2 separate regions of the Rattus norvegicus genome follow, and region 2 is linked to region 1. A link is a contact called in public Hi-C data. All regions are on one chromosome and are shown on one strand. Each heading gives the region's core, a stretch centred on a gene start, on an enhancer-like site or on the middle of the called end of the contact. The rest is flanking DNA. Distances are from core to core; before and after follow the strand shown. Region 1 has its middle 61 kb from the start of Cd2ap. Region 2 holds the start of Cd2ap (CD2-associated protein).

Region 1 (6,916 bases), core at 4,038-6,537:
AATGGACTGAACCTCTGAAACTGTAAGCCAGCCCCGATTAAATGTTGTCCTTATAAGAGTTGCCTTGGTCATGGTGTCCACAGCAGTAAAACCCCTAACCAAAACAACAGTATAATTTGGGAAGACATAATTTCCTGGTGGAATACAATTCCAGGTGCACAAGGACGCATAATGACATTGAAACTCAACTCAAGTACGTGTTACTTCTTCCAAGAAAATGAGCTCTAGAGATAGGCTACACATATTAGCTTAAGTTCCTAGGGTTGAGTCTGGCATGGTCTCAGTCATGTACATAGCAGAGGTCATTTGAGCTATTAGCCATCTCTGGTCCTGCTTCGGGAAGCCCCTGGTCAGACCTAAAGTAAGAGCCATCTAGACTATAATGCATCTCCCGGTCTGTGACGGTTTGGTTAGGTTTGGTCCATAGATTCATGTGTTTGAGTACGGCACCATTAAGAGGCGTGGCCTTGTTCAAATCGATATGACCTCGGGGGAGGAAGTGTGTCCCTGTAGGGGTGGGGTTTTAAGTCACCCATGCCCAAACTCTACCCAGTGTGGAATGAGAGCCTCCTCCTGGCTGCCCACAGGAGGCAGTCTCCCGTGGATCCAGATGTACAATTCTCAGCTCCTTCTCCAGCCCCATGACAGCCTGCATGCCGCCATGCTTCCCGCCTTGTTGACGAAGGAGCAAACCTTTGAAACTGCCAACCAGCCACAATTAAATGTCTGCCTGTGTAAGAGTTGCCTTGGTCATGGTGTCTCTTCATAGCAGTGGAAACCCTAACTAAGACAGGGCCCTTGTGTGGGAGCCTTATATGACCTGACCCTTCAGCTAATGCAGATCACCAAACCATTAATCACCTCTACCTCCCAGCCTTCTGGGTGGAAGAACAGGTTTTACAACTTTTTCTTTGAAAACACAACTCCACATGTTTAACATTCCTGGTTGCCCGAGCAATCTGTAGGCACAAGGAAGGGACCTTTGTGCTCACAACCTCTTGAAAGATAACTTTTCTTTTCTTTTCTTTTTTCCCTTCTTTTTCCCTGACACAGGGTTTTTCTGTGTAATAGCCTTGGTTTCCCAGAACTCACTTTGTAGACCAGGCTGGCCTTGAACTCACAGAGATACACCAGCCTTTGCTCCTGAGTGTTAGGACTACAGGCCGGCACCACCACACCCAGCTGAAAGATAACTTAAGGACTGCTCTCTTGACTGTTCTACATCACAACTCCCTCTCTTCAAACAAGACATTACCCCTTCTTGAATAAGGATACTCTTAAATCTCTTCTGGTTTCTTCCTCCTAACTCTCCCTGTACCTGCCTTTCCAATTACCATTAACTTCAGCTAGGAGCAGAACTTCCACTCCTCTCTACATAGTAAATGCTTCTTGCATTTTCTATAGTGACCACAAGATGGCAACACTAACCCAAGACGGTTCTCTTCTTGGCAGGCGAGACCTGGCAGGGAAATAAATCTTCGATTGCTGCTTGACAAGGCGCTACGCTTTCAAGTCAAGCACTCTTAACCCCTGGAGAGAGCAAATTCATACACGTGTAAATGTCTAAGTATCTAAAAGAATACAAGCCAAGTCAATAAGTGGAGAGGACAAAACCTTTCAGGGTTTGGTGGCCCAAGTCTGAAATTCCAGCGCAAGTTCAAGGACAGCTTGGTGAACACAGCAAGTTCCATGTGCCACATCTAGCCATGGTTGCATAGTGATTCTCAGTATATGAGAGGAAAAAAAGGGATGGAGAGGGGAGGGAGGGAGGAAGAGGCAGAAGAGGGAGAGAGAGAAGAAACAGAAAAAGATCGGCATCCAACACAGAGACTCTTCCCGAGGGCTAACGTTAACTTTTATTCTTACAAGGAGGAATTTTCTGATATTTGCATATCATTAGGAAATCGGGGAGGGGACCAGGCTGGAGAAACGGTTCAGCCGTTGAGCGTTGAGCAGCAATTCCTGCGCTTGTAGACAACCAGGTTTCATTTCCCAGCACTCGCACGGCAACTCCCAATCTGTAACTACAGTTTCAGAAAAATCTCTTCTCTGGCCTCTGAGGGCTTTGCACATACATGCATTCATGCAGGTAAACACTCCTACAATGAATAAATAAGTAAATAAATAAAGTTTTTAACAAATTAGTATACTCGGGTGGCTGAAATTACTCTGTGGGTAAAGATGATTGCTTGCCAAGCCTGACAACCTTACCTGCTTCCACCTCCTTGGGCCACATGGTAGAAAGAGAGAAAGTTATTCTTTGCCCTACACACACACACACACACACACACACACACACACACTCCATCGGACGTGTGCGTACATACACTGCACCATAAATAAAAAACTTGTCATTTAAAAATTAATCAGTTTGGGCTGGAGAGATGGCTCAGTGGTTAAGAGCACTGACTGCTCGTTCAGAGGTCCTGAGTTCAAATCCCAGCAACCACATAGTGACTCACAACTATTGTAATGTGATCGGATGCCCTCTTCTGGTGTCTTTGAAGACAGCTACAGTGTAGTTATTTATAATAGATAGGATGGATAGATAGATAGGTAGATAGATAGATAGATAGATAGATAGATAGATAGATAGATAGATAGACAGACAGACAGATCTTTGAAAAAATTTAGTCAGTTTGGCTCCCAAAGTGACAAACAGTAATGGTGGTGCAATTTTGCTTCAATTCAGAACCACTACCTTTTAAAATGTGTTTTGTTTTTTGAGACAAGATCTCTCTGTGTAGCCCAGGCTGGCTTTAAAAGTCACTATGTACCCCAGGCTGCCTTCGGTCTCCCAGTGATTGTCCTAACTTGGCCTCCCTAGTGTTGAGATTACAAGCATGAACCAGCATGTCTGCTAAACCATCAGTTTTAAAAGGTTCCAATGGGGCTGGTTCACTTTCAACTTAGCACGCTGTGTCTCCTGTCAAATCCTCCTACTTTTTCAGGTGACAAGAAGGCATTCCTGTCTAAGTCAGAGTGACAGAGCGTAGCTCACATCACGGAGGCAAGAACAGAAGATGTCTTGGACCAGAGGTTCCTCCCATCACTGAGCCAGAAACCTTGGCCTCCATTGTTCTTTGATTTTTTTTTTAGGTGTCTTTTTAATTGTTTAAATTATGTGTACAGAGGCAGCAGGGGGTAGGGAGTGAGGGGTGAGGGTGGCTCTGTGCATGTGAGTGTAGGTGTATTTTGAGAGAAGGTCACATGTAGCCCAGGTTAGTTTGAACTCACCATGTAGTAGAGGATGGCCTTGAACTTGGGTTCCTCCAGCTTCTACTTCTACTCCAGCAGGTATTATTAGTGTGAGCTTCTATGCCTGGCTACTTACTCCTTTCTGTAGCAGGAAATGGAGACTTGGGACAAAGCCTGACTGGCAGCTAAGGTGACTCAAGGAAAGGCAGTCCCACAGAAAGCCAATAGGGGGTCTAAAACCTGTCCCACAGAGAGCCAGTGGGGGTGTCTAACACCTGTCACTCAAGATCTGCTTCATCGAGCAACTGCTTTCTCAGCACTGAGGATCAAACCCGGAGTTGCATACATGCTAGGCCAGAGGTGTATTGCTAAGCCACACTCTTGGCCCCTTTGGTTGCTTTACTGTTTGTGCAGCTTTTGAAACAGGGTCTCAGGCATCCCTCTCTGGCCCGTAACTTACTATGTAGAAAGAATGACTTCAAATTCCTAGCGCTCCTGTCTCCACCTCCCAAACACTGGAATGACAGGCATGCAGTGGCTCAAGAAAAACCCTTTCCAATTTAAGTTGCTTAATGCAGTTAATGCAGTTCCACCTTGAATCTGTATTGCTGCTGTTGTTGAGTGTTAATGTACCCAGGCAGTTGTTGCAAAGCCTGGGAGCTGTTCTGTGTCCAGCTGCCAGCATCAGGGTCCCTATGGTGAGAAGCGCTAGCTTCTTAGGCAAGCACTCTACCAATGGACTATCTCCCCTACCCAACTACTTTGACATCAAATTATTCTTAGTATTGTGGTTGTTGTTGTTGTTGTTATTTGTCTTAGGGGTTTACTGCTGTGAACAGACGCCATGACCAAGGCAAGTCTCATAAGGACAACATTTAATTGGGGCTGGCTTACAGTTTCAGAGGTTCAGTCCATCATCCTCAAGGTGGGAGCATGGCAGCATCTAGGCAGGCATGGTTCAGGAGGAGCTGAGAGTTCTACATCATCACCTGAAGGCAGCTAGTGGAAGACTGACCTCCAGGCAGTTACGATGAGGGTCTTAAGCCCATGCCCAGTGACATACCTACTCTAACAAGGCCACACCTACTCTAACAAGGCCACACCTCCTAATAGTGCCCCTCCCTGGCCTAAGCACATACAAACCATCAGTTATTATTAGGTTTTATTTAATTTGGGTAAGGGCTGTGTGCATGGGCCAAGGCACACATATGGAGATCAGAGGTCAATTTTCCTCCCCTTCCTCAAGATGGGGCTCAGAGATCAAACTCACATCCTCTGGCCTGACAGGAAGTGCACTTCCCTGCTGCGCCAACTCAACAGCCCATTCCTTGGGTTTCTTGTTTCTATTGATTTAAATATTTATTGGGGAGGGATGGGAAGGTCAGAAGACAACTTGTAGGAGACGCTTGGTGATCAAACTCAGGACCTCGTGCCAGGGAGCAGGCCACCTTTACCCAGTGAGCCACCTCACCAGCCTATTCCTAAGCTCTCACCCATGTAGCATTGGCTGCCCTGGAACTCACTACATGGATGAGGTTGGCCTCAAACTCATCAAGATCCACATGCCTCTGCCGGGATTAAAATATATGCCTCATATCTAGCTCATTCCTAGATTTTAAAGGAAATTCATGATTCCATTCAATTTTTCTTTCCTTTTAAAAACGATGTATTTCTTTTTTATTTTGTGTGCATGGTGTTCGGCCTGTCTGTATGTTTGTATGAGGGTGTTGGATCCTCTGGAAATGGAGTTATGAACAGTTGTTTGGGTCCATGTGGGTGTTGGGAGTTGAATCTGAAGGAGTAGCCAATGCTTTGAATCACTTGGTTTAATTTTCCTAGTGCTGAAGAAGGAAAGGGCCGGGCATAGGGCCACGCACCTGTAGTCTCAGTCTAGAACGTGGGGACAGGAGGACCAGAAGTTCAAGGCTGGCAGGTCGTGAATTTCCAGCTAGTCTGTGATATGTGAGACCTTGCCTCAAACGATAAATAAATAAAAAGGAATTCATCCAGCTATCATGTTCTTGGCTCTGGAAGTTATTGGGTCATTACTTTCAGTCAAGAAATGCTTTGAGTCTGAATAAACTGGGAAAATCCTGTTTACTATGGGTAAATATTAACCAGCCTATCGAACCTTAGCCATTAGTAATTAAGATCATGTGGAGTTTCCCTTCGCCATTCTCAGTAAGAAACGGGGGCCTGGGGCAGGGGGAGGAGGACAATTTAAGAACAAATTAATTTCTTCTGATTTTCTAAACACAAGATAGCTTCCCCTTTTCTAGTTTTTCCTCAAGAAATAAACCACGACTACATGATAATTAAGTACTAAGTTAATTTCAAATATAATAAAGTTCCTTTAGAAAGCCTCTTCCAGGGGCTGGAGAGAGAGTGTAGTGGTTAAGAGAGCTTAATGCTCTTCCAGAGACCCAATTTGGATTCTCAGCACCCATACCTATGTGTTCCTGGTCACAGCCATGTGTAAAATCTCTCTCTCTCTCTCTCTCTCTCTCTCTCTCTCTCTCTCACACACACACACACACACACACACACACACACACACACACACACACATCCTAGATAACCTCTCCTGCAGATGACTGGCAGCTGAATGAAAAACCAGAAAGACTGAAAGATGACAAGACATGTGTTTGGAAGTGTTTGGTTGCTAGATATATTATATATCTAAATGTTTAGCCATGTTGACAAAATTCCCTATTACATGACCTCCTAACTGGGTGGACCTCAGTATCTTCTGCTTTGATCTGGGCAAATATTTTGTCAACAAGACAAACCAAACAGTATCTCTCTCCTCTCTTTCTCTTGCCTTCCTCCTTCGAATTCTGTTCTCCATCCTATCCTAAGAACAAGCAGGTGGGATTCCTGACTCCTCTCTTCTCACCCTCCACCAACCCCATACCCGGTAGGCAGCCAGGAAGCAACATAGTTTGCAATCAATCAGTCATAGCATCAGAGTTAAAGTATGCCCAGAGAGAAGCTATGGGTGGTTGGTCCAGGGACCTTCGGAATTCTGAGTCACCTCCCTGGAATGGAATCGAGAGTAAATACATCCACACCCACCTAATTTCTGTCAGCCTCTGGAAAGAATCTTGAGTTGAGTGGGCATTTCACTTCACAGGCTTTGCCTTCCTGAAAACAGCCTTCCTTGGGGCAAAATCAGGTGGCTTTGCTAAGGATCCTAAACCACTAGATTTAACAATGGTTCTTAACCTTCCTAATGCTGCAACCCTTTAATACGGTTCCCCGTGTTGGGTCCCAGTCATAAAATTATTTTGATGATACGTCATATCTGTCATTTTGCTGCTGTTATGAATCATAATGTAAATAACTGATATAGGATCTCCAAAGGGGCCTCAGACATACAGGTTGAGAATCACTGACCAAGACCCTTTAAAACCAGGCTTGAATCTCTTGGCTACCCACATAAAAGATGTAGCTACTCTCCTTAATATAAAACTAAAAGGCAGTGCTATGTTTTTGTTGAGGAATTGACATGTTGGCCTCTGGCACTGAGAGGATCAGTTCAATCTTTCTGTTCAAAACCCACTCTGAACTTTCCACATCAGCCCTTGTCATGTCATCTCTCTATGGCTTTGTTTATAGACTTAATGTTGTTTAAGTTACTAAGTGCTCAAGAGATAAAATGTGTGATAATGTTAATATGGTATAGGACCCTAATGGCCCAGGATTAATAAAAGAAGGA
Region 2 (6,533 bases), core at 2,203-4,702, 59 kb after region 1:
TAGAGACCCTTTTTTTTTTTTTTTTTTTTTTTTTTGGAGCTGGGGACCGAACCCAGGGCCTTGCGCTTGCCAGGCAAGTGCTCTACCACTGAGCTAAATCCCCAACCCTGTAGAGGGCCTTTGAGGCGCCTTTGATTTGCCTATGACATTGGCATCCAATCTAGGGCAAATATTGTCATTAAACAGGTCCTCATAGTAAGCAGGCTGGTGATTCCTTTGAATGGGGCTATGGTTTTTAATCTTTCTTTTCCTTTATTATTATTATTATTATTATTACTAATGAATTAAAAACAAGTTTTCAGATCTGGGGAGGAGCCCAGAGCTCATAAAAACCAGGTAAATGCCCTACCACTGAGCCTCCCCACCAGGCCTAGATTTAAAACTTTTAAAAGAAATAGTAGTGGGAATTCTTAGAGTGGTCACGTGTCTGAGCGCATTCCCCCTCAAACTGCTTAGTGGAATAACAGGATCCTGTCACAGGCTGATGGGTGGGACACCAGTTCCAGCAAGGGTGGGGAAGGGGAAGATAGGGGGGAGGCTGGCTGCTCTTTTTTTTTTTTTTTTTTTGTATTTGCTTTGTGATTAAGATTCGAATTTCCTACGATTGTTTTCTAAAGAGCAGTTTAGAAAAAAATATTGAGGTGGTAAAACCTTAACTGGAGCAGAAATTAGCCAAGCCAAACAAGATAACAATTAAAATACTGTTCAGGAAACCTAGTATTTTGAAACTAAGTACAAAGAAACAAAATAGAATTAGTTGCTGGCAACTTTTGAGCTCAACAAGTCCCTTAAAAAACAACCGGACTGAGTTAACATTGAATTTGCTTTCTGTTGTGTTTTGTAAAATGGTGGCATAAGGAGGTGAGAGGGAGCATCTCAGCTAGCCCGCCAGGTATTCCCCTGAGAAATCACCACCCTGCCATAGGCCTCGTATAAAAGGAAGTTTATTTGGGGGAAGAGAAGGGGACTTGGAAAAGGGGTAGGAAAAGGAGGGGTACAGAGAGTGACAGAAAGAGAGAGGAGAGAGGAAGAGAGAAAGGTGGAGTCAGGAACATGTGGGAGGGGAGAGAGAGAGAGAAAGAGAGAGAGAGAGAGAGACAGACAGACAGACAGAGAGACACCTGGGTAGCTGAATAATTCTTTTATGTCAGGTTGACTCCTACCTGGCAAGCAAAAATGATTGCTAGTTGCTAGGTAACTGTTGGACGGAGCCTAGAGGAACTGCCAACACTTCTGTACTATATTGGTCTTTGTAAAATAGTTCTTTTTTTTTTTTTTTTTTTTTTTTTCTGGAGCTGGGGACCGAACCAGGGCCTTGCGCTTGCTAGGCAAGCGCTCTACCACTGAGCTAAATCCACAACCCGTAAAATAGTTCTTACCAACAGGAAAATATTTCAACGCAGTTATTTATTTTTTGATTAGGTCCTAAGAAAACTTTAGGAAAACATGATGGTAGATAGGCATCATTTGCATTGGTTGGAAATCGTGTCAGTCATATATGTAACATGCCAGATTAACATGTTTACCGTGAAGAAGAGTAAAAAGTGTGTGTGTGTGTGTGTGTGTGTGTGTGTGTGTGTAAATAGTCAGTGTGAAAAGAACCCATTGGCCTGGAATGTGAAGAGTTGATAATTGATGAATTAACATTTGCACAGTTTGGTAAGTACTTTAATTAGGAATACTCGAACCGTAAGGATTCCTTTACCCACAATCTTGCTGGCTCTAGGAAGTACTGTCCACATGCAGTTTCTAAAGTTTAAAAACCAACTTCTGGGGGCTGAAGAGCTGGCTCAGTTAAAGGCACTTGCTGCTCTTGTAGAGGACCTGGGTTTGGTTCCGGCACTCACATCTGGTGGCTCAAACTTGCCTGGAATTCCAGCTCTAGGGGATTTATTGACCTTTTCTGGTCTCCATAGGAACAGGCAAGCATGTGGTGCACGACCTTCAGGAACTCACACATACATGTAAAAAGAAATACATTTCTGCATTTCCTAGTTTTCTCTTTGGAAGACATGACTAGCTTTAGAATTGTGATAGTTTTTCGGGTTTATCTCTCTTCTGTCCAGTCCCTCTCCCTGAGACTTTGCTGGTCATAACTTAATTTCCTTTAAGTTCTCACAACCCAACTTGGTCTGCTTTAGGCTGTTTACTAAGTTTATGTGTTTATGTCTTGCCTTTGGGCTGGAATGCAAAGTCACTGAGGATAAAGGCTATGAATTTTTTATGTGTTCTTTGCCTGGTAGGAGACAGTGAAAATATCGCTTAATAAATATTCCTTGACTAATACAAGCCAGTGTCCTGAGCTTTCAACAATCCTCAGCTGACATCTTGTTTACTTGTGCAAATGCAATGTTTTCCTTGTTTCTTCTTGGACAAAACTAATTGCAACTCTTTTATCCACTGTAAACCTTACAAGTTTTGTTTCAAAATCACCAGGGCAACCTGTTTTTGACATAGTGAAAGGTTCCCAAAGCGGGGCTATAGGAGATAGTAGGAATGGATATTTACAAAGTTCCTACTCTTGAGGCATATTCTACACTAGGAAGATTTCTTTTTAACACATTTAACTGCTAAAGCTCCAGTCAGGATCATTCACCCAAGGACTTACAAAAAAAAAAAATAAATAAACGGCAAGGTTGAATTTCAGAGACCCAAGTCGGCCAGGTTCCAATGGGCAAGGCAGTTCAAGTGTGAGAATTCAATGACATAATTTCTTGAAAAAGCACTAGGCACAATAGTTGGCAGTCAACACATGTTGCTTCCCCATATTTGCTCAGGCCTTGAAGTTGATTTTCTTTTTCTCTTTTCAAATAGGACGGGAGGAAAAGTAAGGTTGAATTAATTAAATTTGTCAATAATTCGAAGAAAGCTCCTGTTTGATTACAATAATCCTACACCGGCTTTCATATTGACTCTAGGGAAAAAAAATGGCTGGCAATGTTTCAAACCACGATGCCTAATTTAGAACGATTTCTATTTCAACAGAGGGAGTAGGAAGTCATCTTTGGCCAATAAGAGACTCAAGGAATACAGTAATGTATTCCTATGAAACAGTTCACTTCGTGCCACCTCCGTCCCAAAGAAGAGCACTGCTTTTGGCCCCACAGGGAACTCTGTAGGTGAACTGTGGGGTCCCCACACTTGCGGTTCCCGCCATTAACATCGAAGCTAAGAGTGCTCGCTCCCCTAGTTGTTCCTCTCTTAGATCTCTCACAAGCGACATCTTTGCAGAAAAGAAAGTAGGGCAACCGGGGCTCACTTTGCAGAACCCTCTTTGGTATCTGTCTGGGACCCGCAGCCAGCTGTCGCGCATCTCCGGGAGACCAAGTACCCGCACCTGGACGAGGGTGTTGTGCGCCCCCGCTGTGACGTCACCGCACCTGGCACCAGCTGCGGGAGTCTGGGTGGCGCGCGGGGGCCGCAGGGGGCGTGGCCGGGACGCCCAGACCATTCTCGCGAGATTTCGCCCCAGCCGGGTCCCAATTCTCTTCACTCTTGCCCGTGGGTTCCACCTTGGTCACGAGCTTGGCGCGCTCAGTCTCAGAGGGAGTGGGTAGGGACTGTCTGTGCGAGACCCCGCCGGTGCCTCAGCCAGCGGCGAGCGGAAGCGGTCCGGGAGCGTGGCTGAGTGCGCACTGTGCGCAGGCGCGGACCCCGCTCGCCCCCGCCTGCCGGGGCCGCGGCCGAGGCCGGGCTTGAGGAGCGGCCGAGCGCGCCGCGGGCGGATGGAGGCGTCTCCCCGCCGCGCCTGAGACGGTGCACAGAAGGGGCCGCGGGGCCACGCTTTCCTCGCCAGAGCCGCAGCATGGGTAAGCATCGCCGCGCCCGCCGCTGGGCTCCTCGCATGCGGGTCGGGTCCAGTCGGGCGATCTCCCCTCGCCGGTCCTTCGCGGACAGCGTGGCTCGAACCCGTGATCCGCGGTCCCGCGCCTTCTGGTAACCCCAGCTTGGATGGGGGAGGGCGATCGCGAACTTGACAAAGTGGCGCTTGCCGCTCTGCTACTCGGAGGCTTGGTACAGATTGAGATTTAAAAAAAAAAATGCACTCACACCCCCACATCCACTATGCGCACAGACACAGACATTTTGTCATAGATAATTCGAAGCACAGAAAATACTTAATTCTTCAGTTCGCGATCGGCTGGGCTTTTTGGCAGTGATTTGTGTCTACTCTCACCTTCCCCTTTTCTTGGGTCAGTTTTTGAAATCGTTTTCCTGGTGTTCGTCGTCTCCCTTGTCAGGTGTGTTGGCACCTAGCAGCACAGCCAATTTCCTCCTGAGGACTGGATTGGGGTTCGGTATTCTAGGATTCCTAGTTGGAACCTCTGGAGGAGCTGTTTCCTGTTTGGAGTGAGACTTCCTTCTTGGAGGGGAGGAAAAAGTACAGGGCCACAAGGTTGTTTTTCTGTGCGTTCTTTAGGTTTTCGTTTGGAGTTAGAGAAAGCGAGCAAGCGACGCGGCGTACTTTGAAAAGGAGTTTTGATAAGTGGTGTAGCAGTTCTTTTGATAACAGAAGTTGCGTCTGGGCTAGACACGAACTCCCTCGAATGTTTATAAATTAAAAGTAAAGTAAAGGTATTTTTTTTAAAACCAGCTTGGTGTCACCACAAGGCAAAAGTGTTTCAGCAAGTTGTAAAACCCATATTTGGTTTTGTGGTATAAATCAGAAAGACATTATCACGTTCTCGGTTGAGAGTCGATGCTGCTTCAACCATTACTGAAATTAATAATTCATGAAACTAACGGATGATTTAGAAGCCCGACAAAAACCGGAGCTCTGCTGATGTGGCACCCTGTGCCCACACTTTGTTCTGTGGGAGACGAATTTAGCTAGTGTTTACAGACACTGGCTATTCTGTTTTCTTAGAGCTTCTAATTTTATGCTCCCTCTGCTTCCCTCCTGCTTTGTGTACCTTTTATACACCAAGTGCTTTTTGACTCAGGAGACAAACATTTGCTGTTAGGGACTTTCAAATGAATTCCTTTCCACTTGATTAGTTCAGTTTACGGGGTAATTGCAGGCTTATTCTAAAGCATCAAAAGCTAGCTTAACTGATTGGGATGAAAAGCTAAAATTAAGTATACAATTCTTATCTGTCTTAAGTCAGGATGCAGAATGTAATTAAATGTCTTTTGATGGTTTAGAGTCATCATTTTGTGACGCGTTGAGTTGCTGTGAGCCCTTTTAACCACCTTGGATCTTGTGTAGACGGTTGGGCCAGGTGCTAGAAGAAGAAACAGTTCTTTGCAGTTTGCAATTATTTTAAGTACCTTTCCTTGTTACTCGATGGGCTTGAAACTCTCATTACTGTTTACTTTCACCTTCCCCGTTCTCAGTTTTTTTTATACCGTGGAGATCATTGAACTTTGTGATTCTGCATAGGGGAGAATCAGTAGGTCCATACTTGACAGTAAGGTCTTCCCTCTGTCTCTCTCTTTAGACAGGTTCTTACAGTGTAGTTCTGGCTGTCCTGGCACACACTCTGTAGATCAAGCTAGCCTTGAACTCAGAGACCCACCTGCCTCTGCCTCACAAATGCTAAGATTAAAGCCACTGTACCCAGCTAAGGTCTTACTTAAGAAAAGTAAATAGAAGGTATTTTTACCTAATAATACCTGTATTTATTGGCCACAGGCCTTTTGTGCTTTGAAGGTCTGTTACTTTGGGGGTTTGTGAAACATTTGCAGATGAATGTGCCTCTATTAAAAATCTATTGGTTGTGTATTTATTAAAACCCTCAAGTTCGTGTTAAAGAGTTTCCTCTAATAAATAATTTGTTGAGTTTGCTACTTGCCCTCTTTCTTGCACTTTAAAGATAAGATCTCCTTAGCCTGTGATCCAGGCTGGTTTTGAACTCAAGGTGATGATTTTCCTGCCTCAGCCTCTTTGCTGCTGGGATTATAGGCCTTACTGTCACTTCCACCCAGTTGTCTTTAGTTCTTAAAATTTAGGATGCATCTTGATATAGTTGAGCTCTTAAGAGCACTCTCTGCTCTCTCTCTTTTTTTTTTTTTTCTTTTTTCTTTTTTTTTTTTTGGTTCTTTTTTTTTTTTTTTGGTTCTTTTTTTTTTTTTTTTTCGGAGCTGGGGACCGAACCCAGGGCCTTGCGCTTCCTAGGCAAGCGCTCTACCACTGAGCTAAATCCCAACCCCTTTTTTTTTTTTTTTTTTTTGGAGCTGGGGACCGAACCCAGGGCCTTGCGCTGGCTAGGCAAGCGCTCTACCACTGAGCTAAATCCCCAACCCACTCTCTGTTCTCTCAAAGGACCCTAATTTGGTTCCCAGCATTCATATTGGGTGACTTACCAAGGAATCTGATACCCTCATCCGGTTTATAAGGGCACCCCTTGACATGGCCTACACACACACACACACACACACACACACACACACACAATTTTTTTTAAAAGATGCGGTTTAAAATACTCATGTTTTATCTAATTCGTTACTAAATAAAGCTAAGTTTTATTTTTGTTTTTGTTTTGAGATGATCATGGATTCTTATGAGGTGAAGAGACACAGCTGGCTAGTTA

What was found. Hi-C and Micro-C count contacts between places; a contact is called where the count stands out from the background.
Region 2: a contact with region 1 is called in a Hi-C map of liver, with 3 times the contacts expected there. The contact joins the promoter of Cd2ap here to the enhancer-like site in region 1. A contact is called at or near these places in 7 of 12 Hi-C or Micro-C datasets (the A7r5 cell line, the Rat2 cell line, Schwann cells and 3 more).

Annotation. Positions count from the first base shown.
Region 1 is chr9:25,519,379-25,526,294 of GRCr8, forward strand. No RefSeq gene overlaps it. Among named protein-coding and RNA genes, the nearest start is that of Cd2ap, 61 kb to the right of the region's middle. Within about 2 kb of position 5,288, at least 8 of the 93 cell types and tissues checked have an H3K27ac peak or open chromatin away from gene starts, as enhancers often do. A contact at or near this core is called in the A7r5 cell line and liver, where this site is marked.
Region 2 is chr9:25,580,523-25,587,055 of GRCr8, forward strand. Cd2ap (CD2-associated protein) reads left to right here and starts at 3,453. Exons shown (of 18, transcript NM_181475.3): 1 at 3,453-3,809. The coding sequence starts at 3,806.